2 separate regions of the Sus scrofa genome follow, and region 2 is linked to region 1. A link is a contact called in public HiChIP or PLAC-seq data. All regions are on one chromosome and are shown on one strand. Each heading gives the region's core, a stretch centred on a gene start, on an enhancer-like site or on the middle of the called end of the contact. The rest is flanking DNA. Distances are from core to core; before and after follow the strand shown. Region 1 holds the start of LIG4 (DNA ligase 4). Region 2 holds the start of TNFSF13B (TNF superfamily member 13b).

The links. HiChIP or PLAC-seq counts read pairs in DNA pulled down with a chosen protein or histone mark.
Region 2: an H3K27ac HiChIP or PLAC-seq map of alveolar macrophages shows a contact between it and region 1. The contact joins the promoter of TNFSF13B here to the promoter of LIG4 in region 1. A contact is called at or near these places in 4 of 47 Hi-C or Micro-C datasets (alveolar macrophages, blood, embryonic fibroblasts and 1 more) and 1 of 2 datasets of contacts at active chromatin or transcription factors (alveolar macrophages).

Annotation. Positions count from the first base shown.
Region 1 is chr11:75,545,500-75,549,342 of Sscrofa11.1, reverse strand. It overlaps LIG4 (DNA ligase 4), which reads left to right and starts at 1,632. Exons shown (of 2, transcript XM_003131089.5): 1 at 1,632-2,404. It overlaps ABHD13 (protein ABHD13), which reads right to left and starts at 1,595. Exons shown (of 3, transcript XM_013980681.2): 1 at 1,362-1,595.
Region 2 is chr11:75,597,908-75,601,750 of Sscrofa11.1, reverse strand. It overlaps TNFSF13B (TNF superfamily member 13b), which reads right to left and starts at 2,005. Exons shown (of 6, transcript NM_001097498.1): 1 at 1,814-2,005; 2 at 1,494-1,581. The coding sequence starts at 1,993.

The DNA of each region.
Region 1 (3,843 bases), core at 383-2,882:
CAGGCCTGGTATGTTAACAGCTAGGTGGCTTCTGCCAAATCACTTCTGCTCTCTAAATACATGTCTCCTCAGACGTAAAAGAGGGCTCAAAGGGCATAATTGAAAAACAGCTGAGAGCAAGTGTAACACAGTGTGAATAAATGCAGACAGATGTAGAAGACAAAATTTAGCATATTTTATTATCTACCAGAGCAGAGCAAGTGAAAGTAAGCACAACTAGAAGGTTTGCCAGCCTTGGATTAAATAATGGTAAGACTCACCGGAGAACACCTATAAATAGGTGCACAGAGCAAGCAATTAGGGCAATGTCTTGTTTTTTTCTATCAAAACCCGGCTCAGGCAGCAGCCGCTTCAGAAAACCTTCCTTGGGCCTCTTCTCCCTACTGTCCCCCATCCCACATGCCCCAGTCTGCACAAAGGTGTGTGGTGGCACTCACTATTGCAGCACAGTTCAGCGGCTTTACGTACGCTGTGAGTTCCTCGATGAGAGTGACATCATCTTATCCAAGTCATTATTTTCAGCAGACAGCAATGCCTGGCAACTAGTCAGTCTTAACAAACACTGCATTGAGCAGTCCAGGTCTGAAGTAAGACAACTAAGACATAACATTTGACAGTCACCCATGAGTTCTTATTTAGTGGGACAAAACTGAACCTTTTAGCAGAAGATATGTGCTTCATCGAAGCTTGCACACAAAGAAGTAGGAGCCCATGCCGAAAGACAACCAGGAGAAGACCGAGGGGGAAAAAATCAAGCATCAAACTCAAAGCCCACATCCTCTCGCCTTTCTACTCAGTTACTACTACGTGGTAAACATGAGTAAATGAGCCGCTGAACAAAAAACTCGCTTTGGTTATGACACTTTGGGTAATAACACTCGCAATGCATTCTGCGGAAAATACACACTGACAAGAATGTACTGCGAAACTAACTTCAATTCCACGGGATGCTCTCGAGCTGTTTCTTAAGCACCCCAAAGTTCCTGCCATGACGTTCGCAGTCTAAACCCGTCCGCGACGCGAACGGATCAGGGCTGCTTCCAGCCCTCACTCCTAGTAACTGGGATTTTCGCTCCGCTGTGGGGCGGGAGGGGGGTTCGGGAGGACGGCCACCAAGTGCTGGTCGGTGCGCGTTCCTCGGACCCGTCCCCAGCCCCGCAGCGGAGGGCCGTCGGTGATCCGCGCGCCCGGGCTTCCACGCGCCGGCGCTGGGCCGGGTTCTCCCCGCGGCCCGCACGGCTGCGGGGCGGGCTCGGTCCCGGTCCCGCACGGCCCTGGGCGCGCAGCCCCGCGCTCCCGGGAGGCCCCCGCCGGCCGCCCCCCGCGGCCCCCGCGCCTCGGCGGCCCCGCACCGCACTTACCTAGACTTGCTCGCAGGCTGCGCAGTCGGCCGCGGACTCGGAACCCGGCGCCGCGCAGCAGCGTCCCCCCGCGCCGCTTCCGTCGCTCCTCATCGTCCTCCTCCAGCAGAGGGGCCGCCGCCGTCGCCACGGTCTAGCTCTCGGCTCCTCCACTTCCGGCCCACGCTCGGTGCAGCCGGCAAATGCCGCCGCCGGCTCCCACATCACCTGCTCTCGCCTTCCTCCCGGGAGTGGGAACGCGGCCCGCCCTCCCGAGCATGCGCAGACGCCGCGGCCGGGGGAGTCCCCGCAACGGCGGCCCGGAAGGACAAGATTCCGCGGGGCGCGAGCTCGCGGCGGGCTGGGCTCCCGGCCGCGGGCTGTCCCGCTGCTTCCCCGCCTCCTGAACACCCCCGGGCCTCTCACCGGGCGTGTGGGGCCTCGGGAGTAAGAGCTCGGCGCCCACCGGAACTGCCTGCAGGACGCATTTCTTTCCGAAGAAAGTGTGTCTGAACTACAGGGCTGTCAGGGGGTTGGAAATGAGTTCTGGCACTTACAGCGCTTCCATAACTATTTTTCTTTTTATGACTTCTCCCAGCCCAGCCCGCTCCTACCTTTGTCAGGGTGGATCAGCACAGGTGGATGCATGTTTTATGAGGCCCGAAACTTGCACCATTTAGACCACCCTTTGGGAAAAAAAAGAATGCAAAATTACTTTGCTTTTGCAAATCTTACAAAAGCACAAGACCGTGGGAACATTGCTGGCCTTCCCGCCCCGACTCCAGGGCCTTGGAAGTGACCGCAGAAATGGGCCTCTGAAGCCAGAGCATCATTAGTTTCACTATCAACCCCCTCTGTGCACCACGTTGTTCTGAATTGTTTGTTTACGGATGTCTGCCCCAACCACGTCATTCCCTTTTCTCTATACTCTGTTTTATATGGAGAAAGGATACATCATGTTTTTTAAAACATAAAATCTGCTCCCAGATTGAGCTCTCCAGGTCAGAAACGCTCTTGATAGTAGAGTCCTGTTGTCCATCACCTGAAAAGCGCCACTCAGCAAGGTAAGCCAACCACTTACAAAAATAAGCTAATAATCACAGCAGATACCTAATTAAAAGCTCTCGATTGTCTTTGAACCAAGCATTAGAAAGGCTAAAATAATAAGGTAAAAACTTGAGATTTGAATCAACTTGGAGTTTGATTTCATAATTCAAGTTTTCCCTCTTATATCACTGATAAAAAAGTATAGTTTCTGATAATGTAGGAGCTTAGTAGATATTGAACCAAGGTACAAAAATGTACACAAATACCTTCCTAAAAGATAGGTGCGTGAAGGGTCTTCTAATTTAATACTGTTGGGTGCTCCTGGAAAGTGAATTGATAATTAAGTTGAAGAGTAGGTAGAAAAATTAACCACAAAACAGTATCATGAGACTGTACAACTCCAAAGGTGACTTCAGGAAAATATTCAGATAACATAGGTGGATTAGACATATGAAATTATTTATTGGGTTAGAAGGAGTCCTAAGTCTACTACAAACCAGGATTATGTATTAAATGTTTGTCAGTTTGGGAGTTCCCATCCTGGCTCAGCCAAAACGAATCTGACTCGTATCCATAAGGATGCAGGTTCAATCCCTGGCCTCGCTCAGTGGGTTAGGGATCCGGCGTTGCTGTGAGCTCTGGTATATGCCAGCAGCTGTAGCTCTGATTCGACTCCTAGCCTGGGACCTTCTACATGCCACTAGTATGGCCCTAAAAAGACACACACCAAAAAAAAGTTTGTCAGTTTGAACACAAAAATAAGTAAATAAACAAATATTTGTTAGTTTTTTAAAAAGAGGCTTTTGTACAATAGACAATGCCCAAGGGCCTTAACAACCCTAAAATGTTTTCTCAGAGCCCACTGGCGCAAAATTTCCCTTGCATTATTAAAGCAACATGCTTACGATGAAATAATTTTGCTAAATAATTATGCTGAAATGAAATAATTCTGAAAGTTGTTTCCTCCTACACTTTATGAATAAGTTCTCAGTTCTCCATGGTGCAAGAGGAGAAAAACCATCACAAAATAGTGGTAGAAATCCACAGCTCTCGGAACATAAGGATTTGGGGTTTTTTTCATTTCTCAATCTTGCATGTGTAGCACAATTACAATATCGTAGTAGGTGCCCAATGAAGATTTGTGTAATGGTTTTATTTTGAATCCTTGTAGAGGAATTAGAAGAGTCCCTAGTTGATTTCTGAGTATGCAACTCTTATGTCTGTATTATGAATTGTGTATTGTCATGAATTATGTATTTTCTGTATTAGGAGACAAGAATTCACATCGTAGTTGCACCATCATGAAAAACAAGTAGGAAAGAACATCCTTAGACAATTTTGCAAAAGCATATTTTTCCACTTAAATGAAATAGCAGACGACTGAAGAGGGAAGATACCCTCATCTCCCCTGGACGCTTTCACAACCAACCAGAGAAGAATGTTGGTACCACTCTTT
Region 2 (3,843 bases), core at 756-3,255, 52 kb before region 1:
ACAGGTAGCAAGAGTGTTAAAGGTGTTTATCCTCTGGCTCAGACATTTCATCTATGGAATTTATGTTGAATAATATGCACATAATTCCTCAGACACAAAGAGATCTGCACAAAAATTGTGGCATGTTCTGCTATAGCCAAAAAAAAAAAAAAAAGAGTTGGAAATGATCGTATGATCACAGAATGATAACAAAGAAATTAATATAGATGAGTGAGAATTACTGAGAACTAAGGAAAATGCTTATGTAATAAGTGAACACAAAAATATGCCAAGACATATATGCTTGCAGTTTTCAACTATGTGTGTGTAAGAAAACATAGGTGATAAAATACAAAATCTGAAAACAATTGATGGGTTAAAGTATGCTAAAAATGTTTCCTAGTTTTAAAATGCTTAAACCCAATTGTTTCTGATAATTGGCTGGGAGATATGATAACCAGATAAAAATGTATGCTTTTATAATAAGGGAAGAATTTTTTCCATGAATAAGGCATTTCGTGAAAAACACGCTTACAGAAGCAGCATTGTGCGTGTGCCAGAAAAGCTAATCTGCGGGTCGCGCACTTCTCTTTAGAAGCACATAGACGGATACATAATTGCACACGGTGACTTCACCTCGCAGTCACCTTGCAGGTTAAAGGAAACAGAAGGTGTGACGATTCCCGTTCAAGTACAAGCGTGCTTGGCACATTCTAGGGGCTCAAAAACCTTCCTTCAATACAGAAGGGAAACAGTATCAAGGATTAAATTGCATGCTAAGTAAATGCAATGCAAATGCTCTTTTGCATCTTTGAAAGGAAGGAGCTAGAGCTGAATGTCTGGGGAGGCCCCACCAAATCTGAGGTTTCGGGAATCCACACAATTCTGTGGAACAGACCAGGAAGAGAGTCAGAAATCTCTAAAGAACTATTACAATAAGATTACAAACGTGTGGATCTCCTGGGAAAGCTCCGGTTAACGAAAAGCTCGAAAAGCTCTGTGTGTGTGTGTGTGTATGTGTGTGTGTGTGGAAGGAGCTCTATTCTTTTAAAAGCAAGAAACAAAATAAAGCACAGCCATGCACCTGCTCCCACCACCGACCTCCATGTGACTGCACAGCAGCTACGCTCCCCAGGAGATGCTCTTTTGCTGCCTTTCTTTGACCAGGTTCACAAAATTTCCTACATTCGCGCGTGGTGCTTTTTCTCCTGAACTGATGGAGGATGCTCCTGACATAGAAGGGAACTCTCTGCAGGGAGATGTGAGCCTCTTTCCCCACTTCTACGCTTCAACTGCCGCACAGATAAATAAATACCTGCCCCCACAAAATCCGCTCCCTGGAGCTCAGACATGCATTGTCAGCCTGGTGCTTTGCCCCCGCGCCGCTCCTGGCTGCGACGGTGAGCGTGGAAGTCTCCAGGTTCTGCGGGGCTCCCCTCTCCCAGTCCGATGCTCGCCTCCACACCTGTGAACGGGATCCCTGCCTCCTACAGGCTTCCGTGACCCCGACGTACCTGTTTCCTCCGCATCCTGCGCGGCGCGCTTACTCCTGTTGCTTTGAATGGAGCTGCTCTCCCTTGGAGCTGGTGGTGCAAAGATCCCCTGGGAAGAGAAAAGCCCCACGTTACCGCCAGCACGTGTGGGTCGTGGGGGAGCCCCGTGCCTGGGGCTGCGGCTGCCGCAGACTCACTTTCAGGGCCGGAGGGGCGGCCCTGGGGGCTGCGGCTCCCGCCTGGGGGGCGCCCGGCAGCCCCTCCGCCCGGTGCTCCCGCAGCTCCGCCCGGAGGCTCCCCAGCTCCGCTTGCAGGGAGGCCACCCGGCAGAAAGACAGCACCGTGAGGCAGCAGGACAGCAGGGCCAGCAGCAGGGTCACGACCAGCAGCTTCCCATCTTTGGAGATGCGGACAGAGGGGCTTTCCTTCTGGGGGAGGATGGGGACCGTCTCCTTCAGTTTCATTTCTTCTCTCGTGCTAAGGCAAGAAAGGCGTGACTGCTCCCCCGTGGAGTCATCCATTTCCCTCCTAGAACTTTGAAGGTTCGGGCCCTTAGAATCAGTGACCACAGAGGATGGATCATTTCCTGTTATCTGTGTTTGTTGATGTCCTGCACTGACTGCCCGGCCCAGCCCGGCGCTCGCCCTCAGGAGAGTTCTCCTGAATTTTCTCCCCTCTGCCCCGCTGCATCTCTGCCCCTACTGTACGCTAGGTCTTCCTGGCATTCGCCCTTCTATCCGATTGCTCAATCAGTCTTCCTCATTTCACTTTCAGTTTTTGTAAGAATTGCAATGGCATCACTGGGTCCTCAGGCACAAACGGGTGCCTGGCGTCTACTGATTGGAAGGAACTGGGGGTTCGGACCAGTACCCTCCAGCAGAGCTTTTCAGAGCCGGAGGTGTTTAAGGAGCTCCCTCTCAGGCACCAGGAGAGACCTGGCTTCTTCGCTTGGGGCCACTTGGCTTTACAGGGAAAGGGGGGGCAGCTTTCATAAGTTCCTGCTGGGTAATAAAAATAATTAATGCGAAGGTCAGATAAGCTAAGTGCTTCAGCGTTCAACTGTACTCAGCCAGAGAGTGATTTATTAACAGTCCTTAAGTAGGAAATAAAACGAAGCCTCCTCCAAGGAGGCATGAAAGTCCGTTGGGGAATGTTTTCCATGTTATCATCTTAGCAACTGAAGAAAAAGGATGTGCCTGAATTTGGGAGCCCTGCTGAGAGTAGACACGGGGGATTCTTTAAAGGCATTTTGAAGAAAAGCCTGCCTAATCTTCCTCCTTCTGGACCCGCTGCCCCAGAGGACGGCCAGTTCTGAGGAGCGGTCCGACCTCTGCTGTCCCCACTCCTGGGGCTGCATGTCCTGGCTCCGTCTGACCACATTTGGGGGAGATTCTGCCTTATCTCAGCTCCAGAAGCCTGGGTCTTGCCACTAACTGCTCCTCCCCTAAAGCAGCGTATCTGCTTGGCCACATGAGGTTGACTCTGTCCCCATCTCATGGGTCTGTAGGACACCCCAACTCGACCCAGAGGGACTTTAGTTTCAAATCTCTGTTGCTGGATGTGGCGTGCCTATTAGGACACCAATCCCACCTGAGATTCAGTGTTCTCATCTGTTAGATGGGGTGACAACCGGCCCTGAGAAGTTGTAAGGAGCCTTAGAGGAATGTGGAACAAGCTGCCTTTAAGACCCTCCATTTTTCACTCATTTCCATCCATTCATTCATTCATTATGTGAGATATATTTCATTCATACATTTTATGAATGAATGTGTGTTTCATTTATCCAGAACACGAACTCTTTTTCATTATTACAAACAGTGCTGCAATAGACGGCTTTATGCCTGCGCCCATGCAACAGCTGCCAGGGTTTCCCAGGCACACACCTGCTGGAGAACAGGGACTGGTCACCTTGACCTTGTCTCTGAGGTATCTCTCAGGACTGCCTGTTTCCTCCTCATCTCTCCGAGTATGATGTCGTCAGACTTACTCATTTTTACCTGTTGGGGTTATTTTTTTCCTTTGCATCTGCAGTCCCAAGACTTTTTAAAATAAATTTTTTTAAAAATAAAATACAAAAATGTTTGGTCTTCTAGGGCCTCCCCCTTGGCATATGGAGGTTCCCAGGCTAGGGGTTGAATGGGAGCAGCAGCCGCTGGCCTACACCACAACCACAGCAACATCGGATCCGAGCTGCGTCTGTGACCTACACCACAGCTCACAGCAGCGCTGGATCCCCAACCCACTGAGCAAGGCCAGGGATCGAACTTGCATCCTCATGGATCCTAGTCAGATTCGTTTCTGCTGAACCACGACGAGAACTCTGGGAGGGGGGTAACTGATCGGCACACGAACACTGAGAACTCTGCCCAAT